Regions from separate parts of the Mus musculus genome. Here region 1 is linked to region 2. A link is a contact called in public HiCAR-type data. All regions are on one chromosome and are shown on one strand. The core of a region is the stretch at or near the end of the contact, and the rest is flanking DNA. Distances in the headings are between cores, read along the strand shown.

Region 1 (6,643 bases), core at 1,640-4,139, 200 kb after region 2:
CTGCTAAGCCCTAGCCTGGGAAAGCTCTGCTCTGAAAGGTTCAGGCTCTCCATCTGTCAAGTGTGCACATTCTTGGGACTCTTTTCTCCACAGAGTTGGAGCAGGCCTCAGTCCGTGCCCAGCTCTTGATGAGTGTGGAAGCTTTGCTCCCTGACTACCAAATGCTGCAAACCAATTCACCTGCTCTCCCTGTGACTCGAAGAGTCATTTGAGGCAGAAAACAGCAAATATTCCTCAATGCATATTCTTTCTTTGATATTTTTCCTGCAAGTTCCCTTCTAAGCCTGCACGATCCATAACCTAGCCTGGCTCAGTTTGTGCGTAGAAACAGCTGGCCTGGACCAGCCACTCAGCTCCAGGACCCAAAGATAGAAGGCTTAAGATCCCTTAAGGATCATAGCATGAGAAGTGTTTAATCAGAGACAGAGGCTGGGAGCCTATTCCAGGGCAGGCACACAGGGAAAGGGACCGGCGGTTTCTCTGTTGTGCTAAGTGTGGGAAGACATTTCATCAGGAGAAAATAACACACTCCGAAGTTGTAGAGCTGCCAATGGCATGGCGTGGCCTCTCTGACAGAGCAGGGGTCACTGTTTTAAAGAAATGCATTGCTGCTCTATCTGTACAGTTGAACCAGGAAGCACTGCATACCTAGGAGGCGGTCAGCTGCTGGAGGTGTTGGCTTTAGAGACTCTATGCAGCTGCCAGCTTGATAAGCACAAAGAGCCCTCTTCTGAGCAAGAGCTAGCCTAGGCTACATCCCAATCTCAGCACATGGTACCCCAAGGCCATACACGTGTGCTTTGAAACCTGTGGGTGCTGTTGGTAACAGAGGTATTCCCCAAGAGGAGAATCTGGAAATTCCAGAAGAGTCATGACATAGTTTACACCAGGCAGTGGGATAGATACCATCTAGCCTGTGCTGACCAGCAGAATGTTCTAGAAGGCCCAGTGTCCAGCCTCAGGGTTGGTGGTGGGTGGAGAGGAGAGCCCAGGAGTGAAGCCTTCAGGAATAACCTGCCCTGTGAGCCATTCCAGTTCCCAGTTTCCCTCACAGAGGAGAGACTGGCTGGGTCCAGCCAGGCCTCGCTGCCCATATGCCAGTCAGCTCCGGTCTGCTTTTTTGTTTACACCGAAGGCACAATGGGAGCTATAGTCCCTCCAATACATCATTTATAAGTGTATTCTACCTCTGAATGTACAGACAGGGCTGGCTGTGGGTGAATGAGCTCTGTGAACACTGCCAAGACCCTGGCTTTGCTCAGCATTCCTCCTCACAATGGACACCACACTTTGGAAGTAATTTTAAAAAGAGAATCAAAATAGTGGTACTTTTAGCCTTTGTTTCTTTTATACCACACTGCATTCTCTGTCTCTCATTCAGCTGCTCCCATTATACTGACAAATTAAATAAACCACTCCATCGCAAAAGGCTTGGGCAGGCAGGACTTCACTCCACTGCAGCCCCAGGAAGTGGGATAAACATTGAGGTGGCTTCGGTTGCAAGTCCAGCTAACTTTCTTCAAGGAGGAGAAAGAAGAGGCTGAGGGGTGGGGTGGGGTGGGGTGGCTCGGAGCTCGAGTCGGCCGGCATCGAGGATGAACTGAGGTCTGAAGCTGGGACTGACCACAGCGACCACCACCCAGCCAAGGGCGGCAGCTTCCAGAAGTCCTGAGAGTCCTTTCCCCCCGCTGTGAGGCTCTGGGAGTCTGAAGGGTGAGTCACAGAGAGGGTGTGGGCGCAGGGGCCATCAGCCAGGGGTAGACAGCTGATATGCACAAGGAGATGCAGTGAGAAAGCAGAGCGCGCCCCAGAACCCACAAACATTGTGAACTTTCTCTGCTTTTTCATATTGTTTCCCAAAGAGAAGCAAATCAATTCAAAGTCTCTCTCTCTCTCTCTCTCTCTCTCTCTCTCTCCCATTTCTCCCTAAGCTATACTTGTATATATAGTTTTTCATTTGTGCAATTACAACCTAATTTCTAGATACAAACAGGGAAGTGGGGTGAGAAGTCTGACAGAATTTTCAAGTACGTTGTTTGGGGACCTTCCTATAAAACAAAAAAATACATTTGCTCTTGAAGACGCTGCTCTGGCCTGTGATGTGACCTTGAAACATTTAATTTGTTCTTGTGGGAGGGAAAAACCTGTGTGCTCACGGAAGCTCTTTTAGATTAATAACTGATTGTTTTAAAGATGAAAGAAAGGAAAGAGACAGAGAGAGAAACGGAAAGAGAAAGGGGGGGAGAATTATTTTCTAATAGGATGATATAAAGTCACTTGGGCTAAATTCCAGACTTGTGGTTGTTGTTGGATATTAAACACTGTGGGCTGGGCTTTGATTTCGGGAAGCAGGCATGACTATCCTAAGAAATCGGTGTTGTCAGGATGATACTGGGCACCGAACAAAACGGGTGGGATGGGTGGGCGGCAGGGGACGATGGAGTGAGGGGCCCCAGGCAGCTGCTTCCCTTCTGAAAATTGGACTGCAGTAAATGCCAGTTGGGGTGGCTTTGAAGACGCCAGCCACCAGCTAAGATGGCCTCATCTAAAATGCAGGCGGTGAGGCCGGAGGGGGGTGGGGGCTCTGTGTTCCAGCAGAGCCTCCCCCTGGCTCCAAGTCAGAGGGCACCACAGGCAGAGGAAAATATTGAGCCAGTGCGGGTTTGAACAGAAGCACCTGATTCGTCTTTTATTACCAAAGAAAGACTTGAAAGGCCCAGGTGAAATTTCCCTCCATTGTTTAGAAAAAAACTCTCTGTAATTTGCCCCCAGGGAAAGCCAAGCTCCTGGTGGCCAGGGCCCCGCCCCACCCCTCTGTCACCAGGCCTGTCTCTGGAAGCAAATGTCTCCAGAGTCCCTGGAGAACGGAGGCCAATGGGGCCACTGAAGGTCAGGGCTGCCCACTGCGGCCTGACTTTTAGCTAAAGAGGCTTCGCTTTCCAACCGCCCTGTCGAGTCTAATTTGGTGGCATTATGTGAAGGGGTGGGGCGCTCCTGACAGGAAGGGTTAAATGAGATTACAAGCCCGGCAGGCTGTCAGCAGCCACCGCTGGCTGGGATGGCAAATTGCAATTTAATGGTCAGCTTTATCTGTACGGTATCAGTGGAAATCGGCTGTTTTCAGCAACTTAATTGGCACTGTTTGCAGGAGTTTTTTGAGGAGGTAGGAGAGTTGACTGGATCTTAATGTTGAATAATTTAGAAAGCAAAACTGGCAGAAGGCTGGTGGAAACCGGCGGCAGCGGGTCTTGTTTTTCTGAAGCGCAGAGAGCTTATGAATGGGCCAGATACTGAATTCTGCTGTAGTAACCAGAACTTTCTAAAAATACTCCGAGGGTCTGATATACTGAGGCTTTATTTATAGGAAAATAAACAAAGAGTGGCAATTGCTTTTCCGATCTGTGTGTGCATCTGACTGTCGCGGGCATGAGAATGCAGGAAGATGCGGCAGCCGAGGATGTGCACCGATGGATGAGTGCGGAGGGGAGGCCTCAGGCTGGAGGGACAGGTGTCCCAGAGAACACCCCTGGTACCAAGCCGATGGCAGGACTGTGTGAGCACATGTATAGGGGAAACTCATGTTTTATGCACATGTACAAATAAATATATGTGCCCATGAATGTGGGTGAGTCTATTCCAGCATGTGAACACATGGGAGGTATAATGTGTTCATGTGTGCAGCTTTGGATATGTATGTATACATGTGTAACTGTGAGTGTGTATGCCCACATTAATGAGTGTGCATGGATGTGTGTGTGTGTGTGTGTGTTAAAGGGTAAGTATGTGTGCTCATATGTGATGTATGCACATCTGTGCATTTGGACATGTGTGTAAACATGTGTATATGAGTTTTGGAAGTCAGTACATAAGTTTGATGTGTGTTTCTGTGCCTCTGTGTGTACATGTGTGTGAGTCATGTGTATGCATGTATATGAGGAGTCTCTGCACACAAAGTATAGATGAGTATGTATGTGTTAGATACATGTAACCATGATATGTGTACACATACATAAGCATGTGTTATAAGTGGGTATAACTATATACATATGTGGTGTGAAGTGTGTGGTATATGTTGCATATGTATATATGACAGTGTGTGGGTATGTGTCTGATTGTGATGTATGTATATATTTTATGTACATGTATGTGAAAATTGAGGGAATATACATGTTGGGTTGATGTATGTGACATGTATTATATGTGAATGTGAAAGTGTGTGTATGTGGGTATACATATGTAGCTATGATACATGTTGTATAGATACATGTGTATGTTCATGTAGGAATGAATATATATATATTATGATGTGTGTGATATATTTACATTTTTATATGGGAGAATGTGAATATGTGTGTGATGTGTTTGTGTATGAATGTATGTTAGTGTGTATATGGATATGTATGTGTGGTGTTTGTGTTGTATATAGTGTTTGAGCATGCATGTGTCCGTGTGTGTGTGATATGTGTGATGTGCTTGTATTGTGTATGTGAGCATATACATAGGCATTTGCATGAGTGTGCATGTGGAATATGAATATGAGTACAGGAGGGCACATGACTTTGTGTATAGGCATGATTATGGGGTATACATATGTGGGGGTGGGAGCTAACCTGTGGCAAGCATGCTAGTTTATCTGTGTCAAAGCTACAATAGTGAAGGCTAGAGCATCAAGCCTGCCCAGAAAGCCATAGTTTAACAGTGGTGCCCAGGTGTCTGATTCATGGATGCTCTGTCATCTATGTGCACATCTATGTGCACAAGTAGGGTAGGATGTGGCAGCTCCGTGTTTGGTCACCTGTGGCAAGCAAGGAATCAGGAAGGAATCTGCACAGCAGGGAAATGGGCTGGCAGCTGATACTGGTAGCGTGTGTGGCCCTGTGCACCTGAGGGAGGCTTGAGTTGCAAGGACAGGAGCACGTGTGGTATCCTTGGAGAAACGAGGCAGAAGGGAGAGAGAAAACAGAAAGCATCGCACAGGCAGACACCAGCATTGTCTGTTCCCAGTGAGGGGTCAGTTCGGCAAGTTCAGGATTAGTAAATTTAATATCCTGTCAAAATCCTCATGATAATGAACGCAGCCTGGGCCGGCTGGCACGGCAGCTCCACACTGCAGCCGGCAAGATAGCGCAGCTAATTTATGAGCGAGGGATTGGGCTGTGCTGGCAAAGCAGGCTGGGTCCAGCAACGGAGGGCGGTCCTTGCTTGATGGAGAGCCATCAGCTAGGGATATCATTGGGTTCCAGTGACCCACAGCATGAGTGACCCTTGTACAGCTCGTTCCTTGGGGCCCTCCCTGGCTTGCAGGAAAGGATGAGGGGCAACGCCTTTCAAAAACTGACCCAACTCCATCTGCCTAAGATCCCGGGGTGGTGTTTGCCATCTGAGGTAGAAGGTGGGCACAGAGTGCTCATGAAGAGGTCAGAGGCTCACTGTATGTTGTGAGAACAGGCATGCTGGGAAAGGGGAAGACTGGGGGCTGCAACTACCTACAGGAGCTGGCCAGGGTGGGTCTCAGGCTGCACAGCGATGCAGCCTGCCTTGCTCCTCGGTGAGGAACATGCAGACGACAAAGTTCCTGTGCAATTTGTCTGAGGCTCCGCACCTCTCTAAGCAGCTGTCACCGCTGTGCATGATGGTGCATTGAATCTGAATGGGGCTCTCCACATCAAAACCTCGCTTCCATTATGATACCATCTCCCGCTCAGAGCTGTAATGCTTATTAATTCTGCGCCCATGCTCCCGGCTGAGGCAAATGTATTCCATCAGCCCAGCATTTAATTTAATTAGTACAGCTGGGCTCTCATTCTCCTCTCTGTGTCAGAGGTATTGTCAGCACGTTCTGCCGTAACACAATTACTGATTGCTTTTAGATAGGCAGAAATATGATTAGGGTATTGGGTGACTGTATCATAAGCCTTATTAGATTCATTTGAAATCTGGAGATAAATAGGAAACTTTTATTTGCAGTGTAATGAGATTATGCTTATTAGGCCAAGGCCTCGCAACCTTTTGCAAAGAACACAGCGGATCGGTCGGATTAGACCCTGGAACTACACTTTCTACTCTCGGCTCTGAGCAGCCACGCGGCCCCGTGCAGACTTAACTGTTGTCACCCTGCACATGGTTTGGATCTCAGCCGCCTGGGTCTCCTCGCCAGATAAAGGATGGGGGCAGCTCTTCTCCTTCTCCAAGTCTGGGGAAACACACCCATCTTGAAATGGAAGAGGAGGGAGCAGTCTTATATTTTGAAAAAAATCCATGTGCGGACTAAAAGGAGTTATTCTTCTCAGTGCATGTGTGTCGTTTATAGAGATTGGCATGCAGTAACCATCTCAAAAGTCCCTGAGCTCCATCAGAAGGCGACCATCCTGCCTGTTGTCATGATGATAGCAAGTGAGTCCCACGGTGCTGCATCCTCCATCCCCAGTGTTCATCAGAGGCCTTGAAGCTCCGTTGTGGGCAGGGCTCCTGAAAACACCCCTTCCTGCCTGGGACGCATGCGCAAAGATGTGGCAGAGCTGTGATTGAGGCTACCTCCTGTGTCATGAAGGAAGACATTGAAATTAAAGTGCAGCATTCCCTGAACTGAGCTGGGGCCGATGAAGTTACTGCTTATAAAATACAGGGCTTTCATATACAAGGA
Region 2 (6,066 bases), core at 2,212-4,711:
ACTTGGACTAAATGCATTTTGCATTATGTTATGGCTATAAGCCTATGGGGGCCAGGGAGTAGAATATAGAGTTAGAATCGCTATAGTTCCCATAGATTGATGTGTTGGAAAGCTTGGCCACAGGAAGTGGCACTATTAGGAGGTATGGTCTTACTGGAGGAGGTGTGGCCTTGCTGGAGGAAGTGTGTCACTGTGGAGGCAGGGCTTTGAGATCTTAGATGCTCAAGCTACCCCCGGTGTGAAACACATCCAGTCTCCTCCTTGCTGTCTGTAGATCAAGATGTAGAACTCTCAACTCCTTCTCCAGCAGCCATGCTTTCTGCCATGATGAAAATGGACTAAGCCTCTGAAACTGTAAGCCAGCCCCAATTAAATGTTTTCCTTTATAAGAGTTGCCTTCATCATGGTGTCTCTTTTCAGCAAAAGCATAACTAAGACACTAGGCATCTTCTACTTGTTGGGAGTGGAGGGCAGAGAATAACCATGAGAAGATGGTAACAGAGGGACCTCATGGTTTAGAATGGGACAGTGATGTGGCCTTGAACTAACCAGTCCAAGACAGACCCAGACAAGAGGTCACGGTAGCCTGGACCCTGTTAATTTTGTGTTTCTTGCTTACACACAATACAGTTGAGGATTTATTTCACAAATAGAAAGAAGTCATTTTTCATGTTTGACTTCCAGAGTGTTGAGTGAAACCTTGGGCAGAGAACACACATGGAAAAAGATGCTGATTTGTTTTTTTGTTTGTTTTTTATGGTGCTGAGGTCTGAACCCATTTTTGGAGAGCAATCCACACAGAGCTGTGTACCCAGCCTTTGTTTCTCTGTTTTGGAAACAAGGTCACTTTAAATTGCCCAGGTTATTCTTGAACTCAGTCTGTGGCCCAGGCTAGACTTGAACCTATGATCTTCCTGCCTCAGCCTCCTAAGTTCTAGGCTTAAGGGTCTGCACCACTAGAACCAGGTAACTTTTTTATACAGAGAAAAATATATTGCCAGCAAATCTTACAGTATTATGATTCAGTATTCAAGACACCTTGAGTGTTACCTAAATACAGACTTTCCCCCCATGTGCTAACGAAATTAGTCTTATGGAAACAAATGAAGTTAGTAGCAGCAGTAACACAAACTTCAGAGAGGTTGACTAAACTGTCCAAAGCAGCACAGCTAGTAAGTGGCAGAGCTGAGGGTTGAACTGATGCTGGCTGGAGCAGAGTCCTGACTGTGGGATCCTCATCTCTGAAGCCAGAGTGGAATTCAAGCTGCTGAACTCCAAGGCCTTTGTACTCAGTTCCAAGTATTCCTTGGGCCCTAAAACATGATGCTTAGGCTGTAAATCTTCAAGTGTCTTCCCTTGTGCCAGACAGTTTAATGTCAACTTGATTCAAGCTGAAGTCATCTCAGAGCAGGGAGCCTCAATTGAGAAAATTCCTCCATAAGAGTGAGCTGTGGGCAATGTCAGCATTTTCTTAATCGATGATTGATATGGGAGGGTTCAGTCTATTGTGGGTGGTGCCATCCCTGGGCTGGTGATCCTGGGCAAAAGCAGTCTAAGCAAGCCATGAGGAGCAAGCCAATAAGCAGCACCCCTCCATGGCTTCTGCATCAGCTCCTGCTTCCAGGTTCCTGCCCTGTTTTAGTTCCTGTCCTGACTTCAATAATCAACAGCAATAAGGAAGTGTAAGCCAAATTAACCCTTTCCTATCCAGCTTGCTTTTTGGCCATGGTGTTTCTTCTCAGCAATAAAAACCCTACCTAAGATAGTTCTCATTTGCTGAAGATGGATATCCATCCTTCCATAGGCACTGTGGAGTCTCCTAGCAGAAGAAACAAGACACAGCAGCTGGCTTAGAACATGGCACTGCTGGGCTATGGCAAGTCCCCTAAGAGAGTGAGTTGCCTACCCAGACAGCCTTGTTTAGCCTCTAGTATCTCTTACATTACCACTGGGAAGTGGAGGAAGATGAAGCCACAGTGTGTGTCATGTTCTGATACTCAGCACAGTAGAGGACAATGAGAATCCCAAGCCATAGGGTGAACATGAGTCCAAAATACCCCAGCTGTAATTGAGAGAGCCACTAAGATAAAAAGTCTGTCTGTCTGTCTGCCTGTCTGTTTGTCTGTCTCCTGGCTGCCTCTCCCTTTCTCTCTCTCCCTTGCTGCCCCTCCCTGTTTTTTTTCTCCTCTTACACACTCAGAACAAAAGATCACCCATGGGTCTTTGCAAAGTTCTCAGTATTCGGTGGCAAAAGCTTTGCACATTCAAACGTTTTGAGCCTTTGTTTCCTTGTGGACATTGGTGTCCATGGGGCTGGTGGAAGGTCTGGAGCAAAGTGACTCTGGTGCCCAGGGCTCTGAGGGGGTATCTCGGTTGCTTATGAGTAAAACACTTTATATAAATTTTGAGGAAAATATTTAGGCTCTATTTTTCTTCCACGGGATGTAGAAATTTCTTTTAGCTTGCCTGAACTCTCCCTGCTAGATTTAATGGGAGAAAATGACTTCTAGATTCAAAGATAGACAGATCCTCACTCTGCACTTCCTGAGACGGCCATGCCAACCAGCCCGCTCTCTAAGGATGCATCCCTCCCACAGTTCTGAGAGAGACTTCCGTTGCTCCCTTTCTTTCTCTGCGCTGCTGTGAGGGCTAGGGCAGATTTTGGTTCACATGAAAGTGCACAGTGTTAACTAGGTGACATATGGGTGGGGGGACACTCCTGCTTGTCCACTGCAGTCAGGGGGGCCGTTTCCATAGAGATAAGAAGCAGAAGTGCTCATGCAGCCTAATTGGTATGCATCCCAGGTTTGGGTTCATTGTGCCTGTGCTAATGACAGGGTTGTCTCAATAATAAGGATGGTGCACACTGGAAAAATTCGCTGCCTTCGTATATTTTTCCCTGGCAGAGAACTACTTAGAGACCGTAGTCAGAAAGAAGAGTGACTGGCAGGCTTAAGGGGCTGCTTAGCAGCATATGGGGAAGGCTGGTGCTCCGTGCCACGTGCATATGCTGCCATTAAACTCCAGCTTGGCGCTTTGTGTGCTCCTGGTCGCATGCCAGGAAGCCCACCTGCTGCAAGAATACTTATAAAGCCCAACTCAAAAGTGATTGAAAAGCTCCTAGAATAAACTGTAATAACACAGTAACACAGTGCCTCACAGATGGGGCATAATTGCGAGCTAAAGTGTACAGCCTCTGTGGTAATGAAAACACGAGCCATTAAATTAAAATCACAAGGGAAAAAACGATAAAAGTCTGTTGATTTTTTTTTTTTTAGTTTTATTGCAAAAACTTCAATTTTCCTGCCCTCATTAATCAAATACCATAAAACTATAGTGTCATTTTGTTCTGGGGGGAGATGCAGGCAATTAAAATGATGAGTGTTGATTAAAATGATGTAACTTTGGTTGTTTGCTTGCACGGATAAGTTAGACACTCTGTAACTGGAGCCTGGGGCTTCTGACACACATCCGTCCGCTGGCAGACACAAGCGCCTCTGGAATCTTCCAGAGACAGGGGCCATGCCAGAGGAAGAGCTTGGCTCTATTTTCAATATCAATACATTTAAGAAGTAAATTCTTTCTTCCTCATCGGCACACTCTTTTTCTGAAACATTAGTGATTCTCCTTTTTCTTTTTTTTTTTATAACTGAGAGACTTGCTAAGCTACGTAAGTAAACACAGGAACTCCCAAAGCCTCATCAATGCCATTGTAATTAGCCGTGGGCCAGGCTTGGAGCTGCAGGCTGGCACCCGGGCAGGCTGAATGGGCTCGGCAGGGCTCCGAGACGTCGCCCCTCAGCCGCCAGCAGCTCCTGAGCATCATTGTTCTCTTGCTGTCTGTGGGTGGGCCCTGGAGGAGAAAGAAACATTTGTCAATGCTGCACCCAAGTAAACAGCCTTGAAAAGACTTTCTTCCTTTCTGATTGTGTGTTTCTTCTGTGCTCTTCAGGGCAAAGTGGGGAGATTCCCACCCATTTAAAGACGGAAAGAGCCTGGGGCAGAGTGCCTGACCTAAGGGTACAGATAGAGACAGGTGTCAGCTTCTTGTCCCCCAGGACAGAATCTGACAGCTGCTGCACCATTCCCATACCTTCACCTTCTAGGCAAAGGACACCTGGGCTGTTTCTCTGAGCACATCTCTTGCTATGAGGAGGGTCTTGGCAGTCGCTAGAGGTGCTAAGGAAACATTTACCACAGTGCCTGCCCCTCCTCAGGCTGCTTGGCTGCCGGGTCCCCAACAGAGCCACATCCTGCAGCTGTGGGGATACTGTGGACAACAGTGTGGGGGAGTGGGTTGAAAAATCATAACCAGAAACACTACTGACATTGTCAGAGCAGACCTGAGGCAGGCTGACAATGCCCGGGCTTCAGATGACAGACAGATGAAAGAGGGCAGGAAGAATCCAGGCAGCACTGACTCAAGCCTTTCTCAGGGACAGGGATAGGCTGTGGCACCATTTTTTTTTTTTTTTTAAGAATGAGTCATTCTGAGTGGGCAGATGGGCCTATACTAGGTCGTGCAGCTATGGTGGCCCAGAGGCAAGGGAGTAGCTAGGCTCAGGTACTGACTGATCTATAGGAGGCTGTCTGCTTGCAGGTCCCAAGTCAATCAGTTTGAATCAGCTCAGTTTACCACATTATAAGCTGCCCTTCCTGTGAAGGACCATGTAGGGCCTTCTGTCTTGTGACCACCTCAGCACTAATACTGTATCCTCTTTCACCAGTGATGGTTGTGTGGCTGATCTGGAGAGACCTCCATTGTTTACCTGGCCTGGGGCAGTGGTACCAGGAATGCATAGTAACACTTCCTATAGGCCAATGGCACCAGGGACACATAGTAACACTTCTCACAGACTAATGGCACTAGGGACACATAGTAACACTTCCTATAGGCCAATGGCACCAGGGACACATAGTAACACTTCTCACAGACTAATGGCACCAGGGACACATAGTAACACTTCCTATAGGCCAATGGCACTAGGGACACATAGTAACACTTCCTATAGGCCAATGGCACCAGGGACACATAGTAACACTTCTCACAGACTAATGGCACCAGGGACACATAGTAACACTTCCTATAGGCCAATGGCACTAGGGACACATAGTAACACTTCCTATAGGCCAATGGCACCAGGGACACATAGTAACACTTCTCACAGGCCAGTGGCACCAGGGACACATAGTAACACTTCTCACAGGCCAGTGGCACCAGGGACACATAGTAACACTTCTTACAGGCCAATGGCATCAGGGACACATAGTAACACTTCCCTGACTTTGAGTGTTCTAACTTTTTTCCCAGGCAATCAGCATCCTGTGGTTGTCTACTCCATGGGGAAGGCGGCTAGGACCAAATGTCCTTAGTGTGGCCAAGCAGCTCACCAGCTCCTGCTGAGAGGTCAGCTGAGTGATCACAGACAACAGTAGAAATGCAGTGGGCCCTAGTGGGTCAAGCCAGGTTGGATGTGAGAAAAGACCTGGATCTGATGTGCTCATGAATAGATGATGCCTTGTACCTGTGGCAGTTGCTGAGCCACCTTGGCTGTGAGGAGAGGTGGGGACATCGGAGGGTCCCTTCCCCTGTGTTGTGAAGCTGTGCCTGTGCACTGTTAGCTTCTGTGGCAAAGTAGAAATATGGCAAAATACAATCTCTCCAAACATTTGACATGATGTGTAGTGATGTGAAGCAAAGACTGGCATCACTATTGTTAGGGATGAACAACTGGTTTGCAGAATGTGTGTACAGTGCCCTCCTTGGCTTGGATCACAAAGCAAGCTTAGATCTTATGATAAGTCTCTCTGTCTGATCTGACATTTGGGAAAGCAATTTGGAAGGCAATGCCAAAGCATGCAAGCATAATTGGGCGGGTCTGTTGTGGTCTGAAAGTAGGAAAGGGTGAAGTACGGCCATGAACGATTTCAGAATTCCTGGGACCACGTGAATGTAACTTATTTTTTATCCCTGGGTTCACTGCATGGTCTGATTGTAGAACCACTTACTGACTGTCACAGACACCTGAAATTCCACCCAACAAGCTAGCTCTAGAGCAGACCATG

Evidence for each region. HiCAR-type assays count read pairs that join an accessible place to other places.
Region 1: a HiCAR-type map of astrocytes shows a contact between it and region 2, with 2.5 times the contacts expected there. The contact joins two enhancer-like sites. A contact is called at or near these places in 1 of 484 Hi-C or Micro-C datasets (uterus) and 5 of 115 datasets of contacts at active chromatin or transcription factors (VIP interneurons, astrocytes, embryonic basal ganglia and 2 more).

Annotation. Positions count from the first base shown.
Region 1 is chr8:12,322,217-12,328,859 of GRCm38.p6, forward strand. Gm51562 (a long non-coding RNA gene) reads right to left here. Exons shown (of 3, transcript XR_003947512.1): 3 at 6,028-6,537. Among named protein-coding and RNA genes, the nearest start is that of Gm33175, 6.1 kb to the left of the region's middle. Within about 2 kb of position 2,890, at least 17 of the 459 cell types and tissues checked have an H3K27ac peak or open chromatin away from gene starts, as enhancers often do. A contact at or near this core is called in astrocytes, where this site is marked.
Region 2 is chr8:12,123,805-12,129,870 of GRCm38.p6, forward strand. No RefSeq gene overlaps it. Among named protein-coding and RNA genes, the nearest start is that of Gm33029, 110 kb to the right of the region's middle. Within about 2 kb of position 3,462, at least 68 of the 459 cell types and tissues checked have an H3K27ac peak or open chromatin away from gene starts, as enhancers often do. A contact at or near this core is called in astrocytes, where this site is marked.